Regions from separate parts of the Gossypium hirsutum genome. Here region 1 is linked to region 2. The links are chromatin contacts, called in public Hi-C maps. All regions are on one chromosome and are shown on one strand. The core of a region is the stretch at or near the end of the contact, and the rest is flanking DNA. Distances in the headings are between cores, read along the strand shown.

Region 1 (3,558 bases), core at 911-3,410, 120 kb after region 2:
TGTTTGCTTACATTGGCATACTGTTTACATGTGACAGCTGCCGTTTCATCAAATTTAGCTAGATCTAAGTCTTGTCTTCAGTTACTTGGTATTTCAGGTTCGTCAGAAAGATAATAATAAAAGGAAGGAAGACATTGGTTCTCTTGCAAAAGGGATAATTGCAGTTATGGACCTTAACTTGATCGTTTGGGCCAATTTTGTAACTTGAAACCTTTTTTCTTAAACTGACCCAATATTTGAAGAGGGCTTGGACTGACAAGAATGTGGGGATTGGTCCTAAAAACTTGAAGCTTGTTGTGCTTGTTATTATTAAAGTTGTTTCTTTTGTAATTTTTCTTTGAGCCTTATATATATATATATATATATATATTTCCATAATTGGATGCTTAAATATGTTTTAAAACTTAAATATGTTGTAACACATAAATATGGGGTGGTTTGGTATTGCAGAGAGACGCTATTGTACTCTTAGAAGGGTCGAGGGACGCTTGTGTTGAATCAAGGGATGATGATAAAATCATGAAGCATCCCTTGGGGCTTGCTTTGAAGAGGCTGTCTACGGCTCTTACCCCAAATGATTGTTTTGATATATAAAGCTTTAAGGGCTATTTGTGTTGCATTCAATCATCAATGAAGGGTTGTGGCACATTTTTCATTCACCATCAGAGTGGCCGATGAAAATTCCATGATTTTTACAAGTTACTCGCATTATGTTGACATAATGGTGCTTTTCACATCCAAAATTTCATGATTTTTACGGCATACTGAAAATTACATGAATATTCAAACTTGAAGAAGCTAAAAGCTTTTTAATATCAAATGTTGACAATCTTTGCATGTCAGAACCATCCCAAATGCAAATCTACAACGTCCAAAGATTTGTCATAATCACCTCAACCATTTTTTTTTACATCAACTATTCTTCTAGTATACATTTTGGTCAAAAATATTTAATGGTGTTCCATTGAATTTGACCAGCCAAAAAATATTAAAAATATAAAAGTTATTAAAAATATTAAGATTAAATAATTATAAAATCATAAACATTATTAAACACTAAATTTTAAATAACATGAGCAAATATATGGTAAAAGTATCATGGAGGCCTCTATATGAAAAGTTGAATTGAATTTTATCCCCTCTATTAAAAAAATATGCAAATTAGTCCATGTATGTTAAATCAAATACCAAACTGGTCTTTCTATTAAAAATTCTATCTATTTCTACTATTAAAAACTAGTCCATGTACATCAACATGAGGTACATGTGGCATGTCACATGTCTGTTTGGTTATTCCATTAGCCATGTTAGTTTTTAATAATACAAATGAATGAAATTTTTAACAAAAATGATTAATTTGCTCTTTGTTTTAAGAAACAAGAATTAATTTATCTATTTTTTAATAAAAAGATAAAATGTAATCTAACTTTTAGTACAAAACTTCCATATTATTTTTATCGTGAAAAACATTAAATTTAAGAACCTACTTGGAGCCCAGAAACCATCCATTGCAGAAAACAGATTGACATCACATATTCGTATATTTTTAGTGATCTCTAATTTAAGGGTGAAATCGTAATTAAAATAAAAATAATACAACAAAAGAACTAATTTCATATTCGTATCATGTTCTACAACACCTTTAGAGTTAAAAATTAAATTTTAATTTTTAATAGTTTATATCTTTATAATTTTTAAAGAATTAAACTAAAATTTTATTATTTTTAAGGGGGTTAAAGTGTAATTTTATATTTACTAATTTACAATTTTAAAATTTTTAAAGAGCTTAAATAGATAATTTTTCATTTTAAGAGATTCGGGCCCTGCCAGACCCATAAATACGCCATTGATCTTCTTTACGCATCAAATGAATTCTAAACACAAAAATGGAAAAAGAAATCCAGATTCCCGGTCTTCAAGCTCAAATTCCTGAAAATTGAAATTATTTATGAAATTACAATCAGTAACTAAGAAAAGGAAAATCCCATTCCGATTGAAGAGAGGTGCTCTCAGTAATCCAAATTGATAAAATAAAAGGATGTTGAAGTGGTTCATGTGAAATAACTGCCATGATTAAGAGATTGATTCAACCTTATCCATCCACCTTGTGCTCATTCTCTCATAAATCTCTCCATCCATCAAACTTTTATTCCACCACATGAAATATATGCCCACTATCTAATTCTTACCTTTTTGGGCATACGAATCTATTTCATATTCGGCCCAAAACCTACCAACCTATCACTCAATCCCCTTGCATCATTGTATTTGAGAAGTGATTTATTAGAGGGACATGATGAAATTAGTTTTCTTTATTAAATGAGTTAATTTAATTATTATACAATTAAAAAGAATTAAATAAGGGTAAATTAGAATAATGTTAACATTTGTTGTTTAAAAATAATAATATTTAGTTTAACAAAATTAATACTTTTAAAGCTTTTATGATTCTATAAATGAAATCTTTTGTATAAAATTGAACTGTACTTGAAAAAAAATAATTCAAGATAATTTGGACTTTTTTTTTTAACATAATAGAGACTAAATTGATCCATTTAATAATAGAGGAACTAATTTAATACAATCCCTATAATATAGGCACCTCCAAAATACTTTAACCTTTCCTAGCCCGATTATTCAATGCTCATTAATTTTGATCTTTCCCCATGCCCATGTTGACAATATCAAGAATAACATTCTAACATCTATTGTCTACTTCATCATCCTCAGGATTAGTTTAGCAACGCTTTTGAAAAATGTTGTGAAAAAGTACTTTTTAAAAGTTTGTTTTAATATTTGAGTATTTAGCATTATTGTCAAAAAGTGCTTCTGAGAAATAAAATATCTATTTTAGACATGTTATTATCAAGTAACAAATATGCATTTAAATTAGTTAATATTATTATATTTTAGTAAGAATATAAAAAATTTATTATAACTTGTTAATATTTTAATATATGAAATATAAATTTTAAATATTTTTAAGCAATAAATATTAATTATTTATCAAATTTAATTAGAATATATAAACTATATTTTAAATATTTAAATATAACCATTAAATATTTATAATTAGTATTTTAAAAAATATTTTTTTTGTTTTTAATTAATGATTTTAAAACATTTGTAATTAAGCATCAAGAAAAAAAAAGGAAAGTACTATGTTATTAGAGGGGTGAAAAAATAATTAAATACCAAAAGTGTTTTTAGGAGAGGAAAAGCTAAAAATTTTAGCTTCTTCTTTTTAGAAGTGCTTTTCAGAAGCATTTTTGAAAAACTAAAAATTTCAGCCAAAAGCAGTTTGTTTAGCACAACTTTTCTTTCAAAAATATTTTTAGAGCCAGAAGTACTTTTTTAAAGTACTACTAAATAGGCCTTTAGTTGGAAACTCTAAAACCCACATAAGCTTAAGGTTTTTGAAAAAAGTAATATAGAAAAATAATTATTTATTAAAATAACGCACCAAAATTATTATTGATCAAACTAATTTGATGTCGGTCAACTAATCACCAAATCGCCAACCAAAATGACGATTTCGTGTGAATTTGAGACACTCTA
Region 2 (4,098 bases), core at 2-2,501:
AGAGTCATTAGTTTCAATATCTATGGCTACAACTACATATTGAACATCACAAGGATAGGGTTGGAGTAAAAATGGCCTGAAAATGTGAAAATTAAATTGCATGTTGTAGTTGACAATCTCAGTTTCACGAGTCATTAATCATGGTATAACGAAGTTGAAGAGATTAGTAGGGGACCATGTGGACCATTAGAAATTTAAGTTGTAACTATAAAAAGCCAGCAGCTATCTAAAGGCTGAGAAAGACATCAGGAGAAATATCAAACAAAAATTATGGAGCATAAATACTCTCACCAACCTTTTTGTAAACACAAAGTTAATAATTATGTTGGAGGAATCTGTTTTAAGAACCTATACTAATTTAGGAAACAGCTTGAAACGTTCAATTATGACGGTAAAGAAAAGGGAAGGGTTTGTTATGTGATAAAGAACCTTGCATAATGACATGAAATAGTGGTCAATTTCTCTGTCTCCCAGACCTAAATCTGGTAATTCAGTGCCAAATTCCTTCGAGATGGCAGCCCTTTTGTGTTCTCCGACAAGAACTCCTGGTTTAATGGTAAACCCAGTTGCCCTGCCTGTTTTTGTCACTTGCAGCTCCGTTCCAATAACCTTATCAGCTCCTAGAAATGTCTTGGCAAAAGGTTCCACCATTATTCTAGGATTTGCGGTAATAATGTATCTTTTACCAAAGGAGCTGAAAACTCTCCAAGTCTCGGGGTGAACATCGTCTGCATAAAACTTTGGCAACACAGACCTGGAAACCAGCTCAATGTCTCTTATCTTTAACCCGGCAAAGGAGATGAAAATGAAGGTATTAATGGCAAAAGATTCAGAGATGAACAAGTAGGTAGAATACACGACTGGAACGGATAGTAAGAGAAGCAGTGCTCTTAACAGGCTGCCAGCTTCGAGGGCAATAAGCATGTAGTAAGGGAAAGCACTACGTGACACAAGAAGGGTTCCATCTAAATCAGCAGCCACCGTCTGATTTGATCTTCCCTCGCTGCTACATTTCGAAACAGGTTGAAAACAAGGGTGAGCCCCCATGACTATGGGAAGAGCAAAGCAGGAAGAAGAGGGTTAATGGTTTTTTCCCTTTTAGAAATAAGGAGTGTAAGAGACAATGGCAATGATATTGTTGAAGCGATTCGCTGGCTTTATGTAGCATGAAAAAACCGTGGTTGAGACCAAGAAAAGCATAAGGAAAACCAATAGTTTCTCATTGATAAAAGAAAGGTTATCAGTAAATAGAGTATTAATTAACGTTTACCAACACAAATATATACATGTATTTTACGTATAAACCTGGGCAGTTGTGAAGAGGGGTCGGAGTAGTTGGAGGTGGACACCAACACCATCATTTCATTCAATTAGCCTACTTTTTTAGTTTCCAGGCGCCGGCCACGCCGCTTATTAAAACACCTTCTTTTTTTTTTTTTTCTCAAGAGTAAAAAGTCTCGATAAATTCGGTAAATATCAAAATTTAAGTTTCATCAACAATTTTATTTAATAGATGATCTATAAATTTACTTTCTATTAAACCGACCTCAAAAATAAAATGACATCCTGTTACAAATTTTTTGGTTATTAGTATTTTACTATAACTTCTACAAGAAGCAGCCAAATTTGTTGTAAATTACTTGTTTTACTTGCGCAGACAAGTCTATAAAAAAAAATTCCCAATTGCTTAAACCAGGCATAAATTCTACCGAAATTAGGTTAGAAAGATAGCCGTCTGTCGTCGAATTTTTGGGTCATATAATATTTAATTCAATGATACATTATTTGTTGATTTAGCATGAGAGTTTTGTCTAGTGAAAGTGACCAAAAAATAGGAATCAGGCCTGTAAGGATAAAGGAAAAAGAATACTAATATATAGCTAATTTTGAGTGAAACATTGAATTCAAAACGGGTGGGATGAGGGTAATGCAGTTGAACCAGCTGGAGGTAGCTCAAGGGCTTTATATTTTGGCTTCACTTTCCGCACCTTTTGTAGTAGGATGGCAAAATATCCAAAATTATTGGCTTCTGCCTCAATCTTATAGGCTATCATCATCATCATCATCATCATCATCATCATCATCATCATCATCATCTTGAACGGTTTTATCCCACCCCTCCCGTTATATTTATTAGAATGTCACTTTTTGTATTTTTGTAAATATTTATGCCTAGTTTGCTTATTACAAATTTAAATTTAAATTTTGAAAAAATAAGTAAAAATTCTAGTAAAAAATAAGATTTTTTTAAAATAAATTATTTTTTTTAATAAAATTAAGGCACGAGAATGACTAAATATTACTAATTAAATTAATTTATTGCTAATTTATATACTAAAACATGCATAAAAATAATAAAGTATAACATACTTGTCCTTCCTTGTCAAGTGAACTTGCAATTAAAAATTAAAAATTTAATTCTTTTTATATTTTTATATAAAAATTTTAGATCATTTGCTAATAATGGTAATAATTTTTATCAAAATTTGTTGACTATGAGATGTGTTGATAAGTGCGTAAGTTCTTAATTATTTGTAATACTTTTTTCCTTCATTTATGCTATTTAAGCTATTAATTATAGTATTTAAATTTATATTTTATTTTATTATTGATTTAGGTGAATAATTGGAGAAAAGTGAACTTAAAATTTATTTTGATAAGTTTTTACGGATTAAACTTTCAACACAACTACTACAATATTTTGATCATAACTTAAACTATAAAACTCCATTTTGGGCCTAAATATACCAATTTGAAGCAAATTGGAATCTCTAACTGAAGTTATTTCACAACCCATGCTCAAAAAAATCAAGAAGATATCCAAAAACAGCCTGCTTTTGGACAAATTTGAAGCAAATTGGAATTTCTATTTTATTATTTTTCTTATAAATAGATATTATTAGGTTAAAACCAATACATAGACATAGTCACCTTAATATTATTTTTATCTCTGTGTTTTATTTTCTCCATAAACTTTTAATTTATTTTCTCGTCATAGGGATTTCAAAGTCTGATTCTACAAAATTAGTGAGATCTAATTATTCATAATATTTTCTTTATTCTTTAATATTTGTATGTCTTCTGGTTTAATTACAAATATTGAAGTTTGTTGAATATTGGGATTGCTTAAGATTTGTCTTATCTATTAGAACTGTTAAATCAATAATTGCTTAATCTATTCTAATACCAGTGATGAGTACTAGAGGTGGATGTAATGGAGATATGGATGCGATGTTGTGTGGGCGTGCGATCTAACTTAAATAAACCATGATTGTGTGCTTGTTGGTTACAATTGGGTCTCTTTCGTTACTATTGATAAATTAAAACCTAAGTGGGCATTATAAGATTGTTTATTAACAAGGAAAGTAATAATGACGATTGTCTTAATTATCGAGAAGGTAATAAGAGATCAGTTGCTAGGCAATCATCGACAATTATAACCAATTTATCAAGAAACACTAAAATTCATCTTTGCATTAATGATCAAACTCTTGAATTAAGCAGAGATCTTATTTTTAGTTGGAGCTTTGTTACATAGATTTTCTTATCCTTTATTTTACAATCTCTTTTTACTTTCTTTCAGTTTTAAACCCCCTTATTTTATTTTTATTTTTCTAGTAAACTAAAAAATAAAAATATGATTGGTATTTGTGGATTTGACCCTACTCATTGCTATCTACAAGTTTAATTAAATTTATTTTTAGCGATCTTGACAATTGTACATGCGCTTACTAAATTCATAATGATTTGCTTTGAAGTTAGCATGAGTGCGCGATTATATAGATAAAGAGTAACAATGATTGAAGTAAGAATTTTTAAATTGAAAAAAAAAAGAAATTAAATTTTAAAATTTTAAATATATAAACTAAATCTCAAATGCTATTAAGTATAAGGACTATTTCCTAAAATGTCATAATTATTTTATACATTTTATTATAATTTTATAAATATCTTTTGCATATTTTTATTATAATTCCTTAATTTTATATAAGAGTATATAATATGTTTGGTTTAGTTTTATAAAATTTAATATAATATGAGGAGGTGGATATATAAAATTCAATATAAATAACTAAAGAGTTAAGGAAATTTATAATA

Evidence for each region. Hi-C and Micro-C count contacts between places; a contact is called where the count stands out from the background.
Region 1: a contact with region 2 is called in a Hi-C map of leaf, with 4 times the contacts expected there. The contact joins the enhancer-like site here to the promoter of LOC107899048 in region 2. A contact is called at or near these places in 5 of 34 Hi-C or Micro-C datasets (hypocotyl, leaf and seedling).

What each region holds. Positions count from the first base shown.
Region 1 is chrD04:47,875,376-47,878,933 of Gossypium_hirsutum_v2.1, forward strand. No RefSeq gene overlaps it. Among protein-coding and RNA genes, the nearest start is that of LOC121216558, 4.9 kb to the right of the region's middle. Within about 2 kb of position 2,161, at least 2 of the 9 cell types and tissues checked have an H3K27ac peak or open chromatin away from gene starts, as enhancers often do. A contact at or near this core is called in leaf, where this site is marked.
Region 2 is chrD04:47,760,973-47,765,070 of Gossypium_hirsutum_v2.1, forward strand. It overlaps LOC107899048 (glycerol-3-phosphate 2-O-acyltransferase 6), which reads right to left and starts at 1,252. Exons shown (of 2, transcript XM_041090733.1): 1 at 430-1,252. The coding sequence starts at 1,047.